3 separate regions of the Mus musculus genome follow, and regions 2 and 3 are each linked to region 1. Evidence: chromatin contacts called from public promoter capture Hi-C data. All regions are on one chromosome and are shown on one strand. Each heading gives the region's core, a stretch centred on a gene start, on an enhancer-like site or on the middle of the called end of the contact. The rest is flanking DNA. Distances are from core to core; before and after follow the strand shown.

The links. Promoter capture Hi-C pulls out the DNA fragments that hold promoters and counts their contacts.
Region 2: a promoter capture Hi-C map of hippocampal neurons shows a contact between it and region 1, with 5 times the contacts expected there. The contact joins the enhancer-like site here to the promoter of Creg1 in region 1. A contact is called at or near these places in 5 of 39 promoter capture datasets (the 3T3-L1 cell line, cranial neural crest, embryonic stem cells and 2 more), 1 of 15 datasets of contacts at CTCF or cohesin (large pre-B cells), 3 of 484 Hi-C or Micro-C datasets (the G1E-ER4 cell line, cerebellum and forebrain), 6 of 115 datasets of contacts at active chromatin or transcription factors (bone marrow-derived dendritic cells, embryonic basal ganglia, embryonic hindbrain and 3 more) and 1 of 9 other capture datasets (liver).
Region 3: a contact with region 1 is called in a promoter capture Hi-C map of liver, with 2.9 times the contacts expected there. The contact joins the enhancer-like site here to the promoter of Creg1 in region 1. A contact is called at or near these places in 6 of 39 promoter capture datasets (the 3T3-L1 cell line, embryonic stem cells, hippocampal neurons and 2 more), 1 of 15 datasets of contacts at CTCF or cohesin (large pre-B cells), 1 of 484 Hi-C or Micro-C datasets (liver), 7 of 115 datasets of contacts at active chromatin or transcription factors (astrocytes, bone marrow-derived macrophages, craniofacial prominence and 3 more) and 1 of 9 other capture datasets (adipose tissue).

What each region holds. Positions count from the first base shown.
Region 1 is chr1:165,761,919-165,765,463 of GRCm38.p6, reverse strand. It overlaps Creg1 (cellular repressor of E1A-stimulated genes 1), which reads right to left and starts at 1,706. Exons shown (of 4, transcript NM_011804.3): 1 at 1,326-1,706. The coding sequence starts at 1,679.
Region 2 is chr1:166,342,665-166,346,209 of GRCm38.p6, reverse strand. No RefSeq gene overlaps it. Among named protein-coding and RNA genes, the nearest start is that of Tada1, 35 kb to the left of the region's middle. Within about 2 kb of position 1,704, at least 43 of the 459 cell types and tissues checked have an H3K27ac peak or open chromatin away from gene starts, as enhancers often do. A contact at or near this core is called in embryonic basal ganglia and hippocampal neurons, where this site is marked.
Region 3 is chr1:166,281,008-166,284,552 of GRCm38.p6, reverse strand. The region is part of intron 3 of Ildr2 (immunoglobulin-like domain containing receptor 2); the gene reads right to left. Among named protein-coding and RNA genes, the nearest start is that of Ildr2, 29 kb to the right of the region's middle. Within about 2 kb of position 1,757, at least 121 of the 459 cell types and tissues checked have an H3K27ac peak or open chromatin away from gene starts, as enhancers often do. A contact at or near this core is called in adipose tissue, astrocytes, craniofacial prominence and 4 more, where this site is marked.

The DNA of each region.
Region 1 (3,545 bases), core at 457-2,956:
AAAGAGCAAATCAATAGACTTTGTTCTCTAAAATTTTATCCTGCGTGTGTGTGCGCACGCGTGCAGAGTGCAGGTGCACCACAGGTGCATTGGGTATTAATGAGTGTATGGTGTGGCCAGAGGTCAGTTTTGGAGGTCACTCCTCAGAAGCTGGAGCCATCCAACTGGCTTTTTGAGCCAGGCTCTCTCTCCCTGCGGTCTGAAGCTCACTGACTCCGCTTGGCTGGCAGGCCAGGGAGCTAGCCACCTGGCCAGTGCAAGATCACACGTGTGTGCAAGTGTGTGCAAGCCGTTGAGCCAGTGTAGGATCACATGTGCGTGCAAGCTGTCAAGATGGGTACTGAGGACCAAATACAGGTCCTCGCGCCTACATGGCAAGTATTTTACCAACTGGGCTATTTCCCTAGCCCCTAGGATTGCAGTTTTAAAAGGCAGTAGCTAATTTAAATTTGTTTAGAACAATACAGAACTCTGTGGAGGCTGAAGAAAACGGGTCTCTTCTATTCTAGCACATGGGTCCCAGTCCTGTGGCCTGTGCTTTGAAGACAAGTGGGTCTGAGGTGAACTAGGGTTGGCCCCCTGGCTTTGCGCAAATTACTTAACCTCATGTCTTCATCTGTAAACCCGGAATAGCCATGCCTGTTTCTAAGAGTTACTACAAGAGACAATGAATGAAAACAGGTGGAACCGAAAAGCCCTAGGCACATACCATGGCAAGGGCTTGGTTAAAGCGTCGGCGTCTCTTGGCTCACTGTTTACCACGACACCAAGCTTTCTCAGTTTTGCCACAGACCCTCCACCGAGTCAGGCTTCATTTCTGGGCTCCTGTGTGGCCTTTCCCTCCCAGGCTGTTTCCACCTGAGCTGTAAGCAGAGCCAGGTCCGCAGTCAACTATAATGCTGTGTAGTAGTTTCCCACTGCTGATAGGTAAAGGTAGGGAAGAGAATCTCCGAAGTCACATAAGCCAAACGCTAAACTATCCAACAATCTGTATGCCTTTAGATCACAAGAGTGCAGTTTATGCAGAGACAGCGCCTAAAGAGGACGCCTGACTATCTGAAGGGTGTGAAGTGCTCCAGGTACTGGCAAAGAATTTACCCCAAGCGCTTAGACCAGTAACAGGGTAAGTAGGAACTTCCTGGTAGTTCCCCAACATCTGGGATGCTACAACCTCCGCCTAGCCAGCGCAGGCCAGAAGAGACAGTCATGTGAGCTGGGTTCAAAAGTCTTATCTCTAAGACCCACGCTCTCCCCAGCGAGCTAAACTGGAGACGCTGGTTTCCTGCTCTGCCGGGTCTGGGAAACCGCGCCGCGCTCCCGCTCACCTGCAGGTCGCTCACGGCTTGCTGCAGTGGACTCAGGTACATGTAGGGCTCGCCCGTGCCTTCTCCCGGAGGACCGTCACTGATTGAGATGATGTCCGCGAAGGGCCAGCCGCGCACCTCCTTTATTGTGGAGATAGTGGCCAGCGAGCCCCAGTCTGAGACGTGAGTCACGAAGCGGGCCACGCGCGGCCCGTCTTCGCGGGGTGGCAGCGGAGGCAATCGCCTGTCCACGTCCCAGTCCCCGTGGTCCCGGCCTCCGCGACCCGAGGCCGGCGACACCAGTAGTGCCACCAGCGCGGGCGCCAGAAGGGCAGCAAGCAGGGAACGCGCGAGCTCAGGAGCACGGGCAGCCATGACGCTGACTGCGGAGTCCCTGCCCACCGACCAAACTCTGCCGGGGTAACTATTGCCTGCCCGTTGTTCCGCCCCTCCGAGAAAGCCAATCAGAGATGAGCAGGCAAGAGGGGGCGTGGCTCCAGTGCAACCCAGTTTCCAGAAGCATATGGTCTGTTCACCGTGTCCTGTGATCTGCTCTGTGAAGAGTGCGAATTTGCCCTAAAGAGATATTTGTTTTGCTTGTTTGATTTACAGACAGATAAATGAGGTCTAGAAGAAATTAAGCAACTTCCTAAGTCACAGTGCTAGAAAAAAGCTGCCTGCATGCACGCACACACCTCCTTTTTAATGTCTTTGAGTATGCTTGCCTGGCATCTAAGAGAACGTGAGTTTTCTGTGTGCTCTTTTCTGTTTACTGACTGTTAGCAAGCAAGCCTATATGTAGTACAGTACAGAAATACCGACATGCAGGAACTTAAAAATTCCTGGCCCAGAAGAGTCTTCAGATAAAGCCACTTTGTTAGTTTTCGGTATCCCACTCAAGACTTTGACCTTGTCCATTTGAGACCTGTCAAGTCATCTAGCTCGGTTAAATTCGTGGTTTCATGCATTTATTCTGGCAGATCCTCCAAGCCCGTGGAGGATTTTCATTCTGCTACCCTAGGGAGTTAGAAAATGTATGCAAACGTGTTTGCGTCGTTTTAAAACTGTGGCCACTGTTAGAATCTTTTAAGCCCCACCCATCCTATAGTCTGAATCAGGCCACACCTCTCTGCAGCTCTCTCTCTTCCTAACAGAGTTATGAAGCAGTCCGTGCTTAGCCGCTACTCTTTTTTCTTTCTTAAAAAAATATTAGGTATTTTCTTCATTTACATTTCAAATGCTATCCCGAAAGTCCCCTGTACCCCCCCCTCCCCTACCCACCCACTCCTACTTCTTGGCCCTGGTGTTCCCCTGTACTGGGGCATATAAAGTTTGCAAGACCAAGGGGCCTTTCTTCCCAATGATGGCCGACTAGGCTATCTTCTGCTACATATGCAGCTAGAGACACGATCTCTGGGGGTACTGGTTAGTTCATGTTGTTGTTCCACCTATAGGGTTGCAGACCCCTTCAGCTCCTTGGCAGCTCCTCTTAGTCTGTGGCACCCAGCTCCCTGTCATGTAGGCCAGGATGAACTAAATCATGGGATGTGAAACTTCCTGACACCTCTAAAATGATATAAAAATCAGGCTTAGCCTCTATTCTAGGGACTGGTGTGAGACTCCTAAAGGAGATTTCTGGAAAGATATTCTGAGGTCTGCCTCTAGCTAGCCCCCCACCCCAATCTGGCCCACTACTCTGTCTTTCTCCTGATCTCTGTCTGTCTCTCTGTCTCTCTCTCTGTCTCTGCCTCTCTCTCTCTCTCTCTCTCTCTCTCTCTCTCTCTCTCCCATTCACGTGTGTTGAGGTTTGGTCTTTTGCTATGTATTGTAATGCTAGGTTCTATATGAGAAAGTCTAGCCCTATTAGTGACTTCTCATGCTTACAAGCTTTTGTTGTACAGACCTTGTTCCTTGATTTACATCTATTGGTTAAATAAAATTGGCTGCAGCCAGTCATTGGAAGGATTAGAGGTAGGTGAGACGGGGAAAGAGGAAGAATGAAAGAGGAGGAGGAGGAGGAAGAAGAAGAGGAGAAAGAAGATGAGGAGGAAGAGGAAGAGCAGGAGGAGGAGTAGAGAAAGAGGAAGAAGAGGAGGAGGAGGTACCATGAGCACATGGTCAGGAGAAACAGCAAGTGTCTGGGGTACACCAATAGAGAGGAAGCCAGGCCTGTAGTTAGAAGAGTAGATTAGGGGTCACCCCCAGTATTCATCAAAGCCAAATAAAATAGCCATAGCCTGA
Region 2 (3,545 bases), core at 455-2,954, 580 kb before region 1:
GCCCAGTGGAGCAGGTTATGCTATCATTGTTCCTAGTTCACAGGGACTGCTAAGCAGTCACGGGGGATTAAGACGCTTCCCCACCAGTGCACAGCTAGGAACTGATAGGGCTGTGCTTTGGCCCAAGCTGGCTTGCTCTAGAGTCCACACAGGATCTCCTATGTTCTACTGTGAAGCCTACTAGAGATGGTCAGGCATGCTTCTCACAGACTCCTCTGATGCAAGATGAGATGGTGTGGTGCGCTGTAGTCAGGGCAGCGGATGCTGTCTTCAGCCGCCCTTATATATACCAGATCTTTAAAATTCACGTATCTTAATAGTTAACTCCAAAATGAAGAAGGAAGGTTCTCCCTCAGAGAAGTGATGCGCTTGACTGTTTCCTAATCAGAATGGAAACTTTTAAAGAATACAGGAAGTGTGCCTTTGCAGCAGCTGTGTTGTACTAAGTTAGAAGGTTATGGGTTTAGTGACATCTGTGGATGGAGAGGCATAGTGAAAAGAAAACCAAAAACCTTCATGCGCTGGCCTTCTTCCACCTCAGGTCCATGAGATTTAGGAACAGCTAAATCTCTCAATGTGATGGACCAGTCTTGATTTGTGCTGGGGAATCAGGGCAGAGTCCAAGGTCGGGCTTACAAGAGAGAAGCGGCAATAGTTGTTAGGCTGAAGTGGCAGCTGAACGGTATAGGAATAGTGGCAGCAATGGCAGGGACAGAGGGCACAGGGACAGGAGGGAGCAGGACCCAGAACATGGTGGCAGAAGTTTAAGGATTGTCTTTGACTGACGGGGCCTCTATGAACCCTGCCCTGGAGTTGCTCAAGCCCCTAGTGTCCCCCAAAGTGAGGTTTCCAGTGAAGGAAGAGAAGATGGAAGGGGGCCACAAAAGTGTGACCTCACTTGTATTCATAAAAAATGAAATCTGCCACATAACAAAATAAGCAGTATGCATGTCCCACCTGGGGCCCAGGGGCTGTTTGTGACCTGGGGAAACTGTCAATGTGACCCAAGAAATCTGCAGATGGCAACATGTTTTTGCAATGTCAAGATGCTGGACCCTCCTGCTAATTCAAAACCTGTTCAAATTTTACCATTGAAACCAAGCCCTAAATGCAAGTGTGTCAGTTTCTTCTTGGCTTTAAATGCTGGGCAGAAATCTTGTGGCTGCTGTAAGAAGAAAGGTGGTGGTACATCTTTTTAATCCCATCTTCTGAGAAGCAGAAGCAGGCAGATCTCTGTGTTCAAGGCCAGCCTGGTCTATAGGCTACGGACAAAAACAGGCTCTCCAATGAGCAGCAAGATCAGAACTTCAAGGCACAAGGACACTCACTGCATATGTCATGTATGTTCTATGACACAGTAATTCTTTGAGTCAAAAGCTGCTTGTTGTTCCCTCACTGGGACAGTCATGAGCCACAATGACTTTCTCAAGCTAGGTCTTGTTTATAATCTGCATTGTTTTTTAAGTAGTTTGTCTCTAGTTTCCCCAAAAGAGAACACTAAGGGAAAGGGAGACGATAAGCCACAGTCTGGCAAATAAAAAGCCTGGTTTTGAAACATCTATAACATGCCTGTGCACCTTTTTCAAAACCTCACCAACAATGTCACACTCTTTCGCCAGCCATAATTTCAAGCGCTGTAACTCCATAGTGATGGTGCAGGCTCTCGTTGCCATGGTGATTGTTCTGCGGTCTGAAACACCTCCATCAATGCTGCTCCTCCTAATTGCCATCACCAGTTCTTGAATCTGCGCTTTTATTATGTCATCAGGACCTAGTACTGGACCTGATTAATTACAGGTGGCCAACGTACTGACTAAACACCTCTATTAAAGCAGTCTGCCCTTTCTGCCTCCAGGCTTCATCCTGTGGGCCATAATGCCTCCTTGTCTTTTTTGATTTACTGGACTTTTTAAATTATAGAAGCAAATGCTCACTCGTTTTAGAAAAAAAAATGCCTATAACGTTAAAAGTAAATATTTCTTTCCCCACTAAAATCAGTGCTTAGTGGATTAGTGATTTAAGCATAAAATATTTTAAATCACAAGAACTTATCCTTTGCGGTGAAGAAGTTGTGCTAAGCGAGGAACAAAATCAGAAGTCATAAAAATATAATCAATGTATTTGTTCATCTAGTCTTTCAAAAGCTGCATGGGAGAATGCGACAGAGTCTAAAGAGTAATGACAAACTAGAATGTTGTATCTATAAACTAGAAAGGCATAGTGTCGAGCTTCTTCAGTTTTCAAAGAGCCTTTATAAGTCACGGTGAAAAGGATGCTCAATCCCGGAGGAAAACGGTCCAAGGCCTCTGTTGGAGGAAAAGGAGCATGACCTCACTCATGATTCATCAAATAAAACTGTGATCAAAAGTGGTTTTTTTTTTCCCTTGCTTCTCAGATTGACAAACACAGCTGTAAGATGACAACCAATGAATGCTACAAAGCTGAAGGGGAAAGCAAATGCTCTCACAGAGTGCTGGTGGGAATGGATATTGGTGTGACCACTCTGGAGAACTTGGCGATGTGTGTCAGAGTTTAAAATGCATGTCTCCTTCTACAGAAGTTTACCCTGTCAATATAGCTGGGTATGATTATTCAAAATGCATTCACAAGGATGTTTTTGCTTTACTGAATTTTGGAAAGGTGAAACAGCGGAAACTCCCAGCATCCACTAGCAGGGACAAGTTGTCTGGCAGAAAGTTCAGATGGTGGACTCATGATGTCTCTGTGGGGACAGCGAATTGGCTCTTAGTTCTCCAGTATAGTGACAAGGAACAGATAAACAGATGTATATTGAGGTGGCTGTGTGCATTGCACGAGCTTCTGAAATGAATGACAGGAAACAGTTCCCAGAGACACAGAAGCTGGCATAGAGAAAGAAAACAGCTTTCATGATCACTTTGGAGCTTGCACTCATTAATATCTTATCCACGCTTCCGTGTGAGCACTTCAGAATCAGTCAGCAGAGGTTTCCTTCGCTCTGCTGCAATAGCCAGAGATATTCTTTGCATTCATCTTTTTTCTCTGTGTATATAATAGAGATGCAAATTTGTATCTTTGACTATGCATAATTATAATTTTTATTGCTACAAAATGGAACTATCTATAGCTCTGGAAATTGCTTTTCCTGGTTTCCACCATTCACATCTCTCCATATAAAGACATCATAAAAAGACATAGTAAGAATATGCTATAACTTACTCTCCTCTCTTCTGTCCTTTCTAAAATTTTGCCTCTGCAATAAATTCTGCAGTAACTTCATTTTGTGTAACTTATTTGTGTATTGATATTTCAACCCATGTCAGTGTTAGGTTGAATGCCAATGTGGGACTCTAGTTAAAAGCATAGATACTGCCACCCAAGGAGATCAAGTCAAACCATACAAATCAGCAAAATCTTCAACTCTTACATCACCTCATATCTTACAGCTTTTAACCTCACATTACATAACATAGGTTACATTGAAAACACAGACTAAGTAGCTTAGGTAATCACACAGTCAGCCATTCATGACAAGGCAGAAAAGAATTGAAGACTTTGGAGTATAT
Region 3 (3,545 bases), core at 508-3,007, 520 kb before region 1:
CTGAATGCTTCCAAGCTTTCCTGGGATGCTCGGGATCCATCTGCAGGGCTGTACTGTATCCACCCTCTGCACACTCCACTCCCAATCCTCAAAAATACTGCTTTTCTACCTCTCAGAGGAGAGCAGGTGCCTTCCTCTGGCCCTTGTCCGTATGTGTAAAGATGCTCCTAAGGGTTGTTTCTATGGCTATTTAAAATACCAAATATATTTGGAAATTTCCCAGGGGCACACACATGCCTGATTTTATTCTATATTCCCATGGCAACCATGCTTCCAATAAATATAGTTTATGACTATCTGTCACAAATGTGGATAGAGCTTCCTTTTCCTTCACATATATTTATAAACTATGTATTTAAGCATTTCTTGTGTTTATTTTTTTCCTTTTGTGTCTTTTATATTTTAGTTCACTTTAAATTATAGACTTAGAGGAGAATCACCCTGACAGTGAATTCTCTCTATATAGTGACTACTATTGGACCCTCTGCAATTAACTGTTAATAAAGGCTTCCAGGTCTTTGGCAGTGGGTTGTATGTTTGGTCAAAGGCCTTGACTTCTTTTATTTACACATTTTTAAATCATATTTTATGGCTCCAAAGGACCACAAAGGTTACCACAGCCTCCATCCGATGTCTTCAGAAAACCAGAGAGATTAAGAATCTTAAGGAAAGTTGTATAACTGCCTAAAAAGCAATCGAGGAATAGAACTGGGGTCTACTGACTCCAGCTGTCCTCCCTGCCCCCCACCCAAACATCCACCCCCATCCCCATGATGTCATGGTGCCTCTTAATCTCCTGGTATTTGCACTGAATGGCTGAAATCAGCCTGTGCTTGTGGAACTCCTCTGCTTACATAATGAAACTATAATTTCTGGATGTACAAAATGTTGGATGAGATTGTTGAAAAAAATCGCAACACGTCTTGCAATTGCAACTAGAAAAATGATTACTGGGATACATCGTGACACCGTGTGATCTAATTAAAAGACATACGGACAGAAACTAACAAACAATAATAATGGTTGCAAAGGTACTTGGCCTGTGCAAAGTGCTCTAGTGATCCAACCTCCGGCCCCCAAAACAGTGAATGGATGGAAAATATCATTAGTAATATAACATGCTTGACTTGGTCTGAGATGATGGAATATAGAAGAGAGCTAGACTGACTCAAAATTCGATGAGGATGGCGGGACACCACTGAAGGAGGAAATTGAGTTTGTGGGGATCAGTGTGGTTTCTTGCACTTTATTGTGCTGGGTGAAACAGATTTGCACAATGATATCCACTAGACTTGATCCAATATTCAGGGACCACTACTTTCCTTAACCAAAAAAGCCCTGAGGTCTCAGACAGGCACTGAGGGTACACTGCTATAAGGTCATTCAGGCCAGAGTTCCTGCCCTTTCCTTGGTGGCGAAGCGCTCTTGGGGTATAAAGGGCTTCCATGATGGACCCTTTCCCAGAGCCCTCTCTGGGAAGCCAATTCAACAAAATCCGAGGCGCTGTCCCCGTGTGAACCAAACCTGCATGCATTGAATAGAGGCAGCTGGCTTTGGAGAAAATGGAACTGTCTCCTGACCCGCTTTGACGGACTGCCATTCTTTCCTTGGGGGACTGAGCCGATTTCCCGGTACCACCCACTCCAGCGCTGGCCCTGTGTCCCCTCCCCCACGCAAGGGCTCAGAAGACTACAAAGAGCGCGCGGGTTGACCCAGCTGCTCCAGCACCTCCCGGGGTAACCACGGCAACCGAGGTGGTCAGGAATGCACGCTAATTGAAGGCCGTGTTCCTCCCACAGGGATGGGCAACAAGTGAGGCAAAAACAGTGAGCTGGGCTGCTTGTGAGGAGGGAGGGTAGAGCAGGCTTGGGGCCAGCCTTGGCTGGGGTGGCTGAGGGACTGGGCACTCATGAAGAGCGTCTGCCAGGCCTCATTTGGTTTTTAAGCGACGCAGGGCAATGCAAAGCTGTGTCAGGTCAGAAGTCTTTGGGTATATTTTCCAACCAGCTACCATTCCATGAAGGCACCTTCTTTCCCTGGGCTGCAGTGCTTGATTGATGTAGTTGAAGGGAGCTGTACATCCTAATGCCTCAGAAAACGGGGTGCCAAAATGAGACAACCCAAAGATAACAAAGTGTGTTGGGTCAGATAAACCCCAAGTTTATCACCATCAGGATGATTTCAAAGGGGGCTGGGACGTCAATGAGAAAATGTGAGTCTATTCTTAGCGGTCAATTCACAAGAGACTCATTAAATCTGCTTAAGAAAAAACCAACCGTTTAGCAGGAATACTTCAACATAGATTTCCTTAAAGAGGGTTCCCTCAGATTAGAGATGACACACTGGTGGGGGCATGTGGAGAGTGGCAAGAGGTAAGAGAAGGAACTAATAGCTACTGGATTTTTTTCTTAACAACCAGCCTTTGGGATGACTTTTAAGACCCCTCTCTCCTACAGATTGGGGAAACTAAGCTCGTATTAGTATACCAAGGGCTGTCTGGCCCCAAGCCTCTATGCCATGCTCACACTGGACCATGTGCAGTATCCAAGTGGACTTCCTTACACTTGGCATCTGGGATGTGTAAAGTCAGAGCATGAGTATCGTGAACTAGTCTGTATTGTAGGAGGCTCCAAAGCCTTCCCAGCCTCTCTTCACTGGGTTCATAACTCTTGGCCAGCGTGACAAGCAAAACAGGCATCCAAACACTGCCAAATGTCTCCTGCAGAGCAAGCACCCCTCTACTGAGAACCTGTGACACAGATACTTATTATCCAAGCACAGCTTTAATCCTTTTTTTTTTTTTAACTGTTCTTTCATCGCCACCAAACCACAACTTTTATCTTCATAAAGGACACAAAGTTTTAACAGGGACACAATGAAGTCATTTATGTATTTTGTGTCTTCATTGTGTGGGATCCCAGTACAGCTAAAAATACTCATGAAATTTTTTTTATCACAATTTAAATATAAATCTGAATTGAAGCAATACTGACCTGCTCTGTGGTGTCTATCAGTGAGCAAGATTAGGATTATGCAATGAGTTCCTGAAACTAAGAGAAGCTTGCCCAGAACATCAAAGGTTTGGCTCCATATCTTGGAGGGACTCTCTGCCTCTTCTCCTAGCTACAGTTTCTAAGAGGAGTTAGATGCCTGGGTAACTCCTCTGGCTCTCCTCTCTCCTTTCAATACATTTTCTCATTCTTCATAAAAACAGCAAGGGCGTCTGAGTAAATTTTAGGGCAGACCAGGCCAGGGATAGGACAAAGAGGCTGGAGAAGAGACATGAGAGCATTGCCCAGAACAGCCCACCCCTCATTTTGCCCCTCTGTTCATGGGAGTCTTTGGAATTATCTCAAGCCATCTAGAATTCTGAAGGTGCTGGTGTGTGCTAAAGTAGGATGCTTCCACCCTACCAGGGATGAGCCCAAGCCTGAAGCATGGTCAAGTCTGCAAATGAAATGTGGGGAGAGGAATGCAGAATTAGGAAGTTCGGAAGGAAGGTTCTCTCTCTGGACTTGGGGCCAGAGTGTGGCTCTGATAATTCC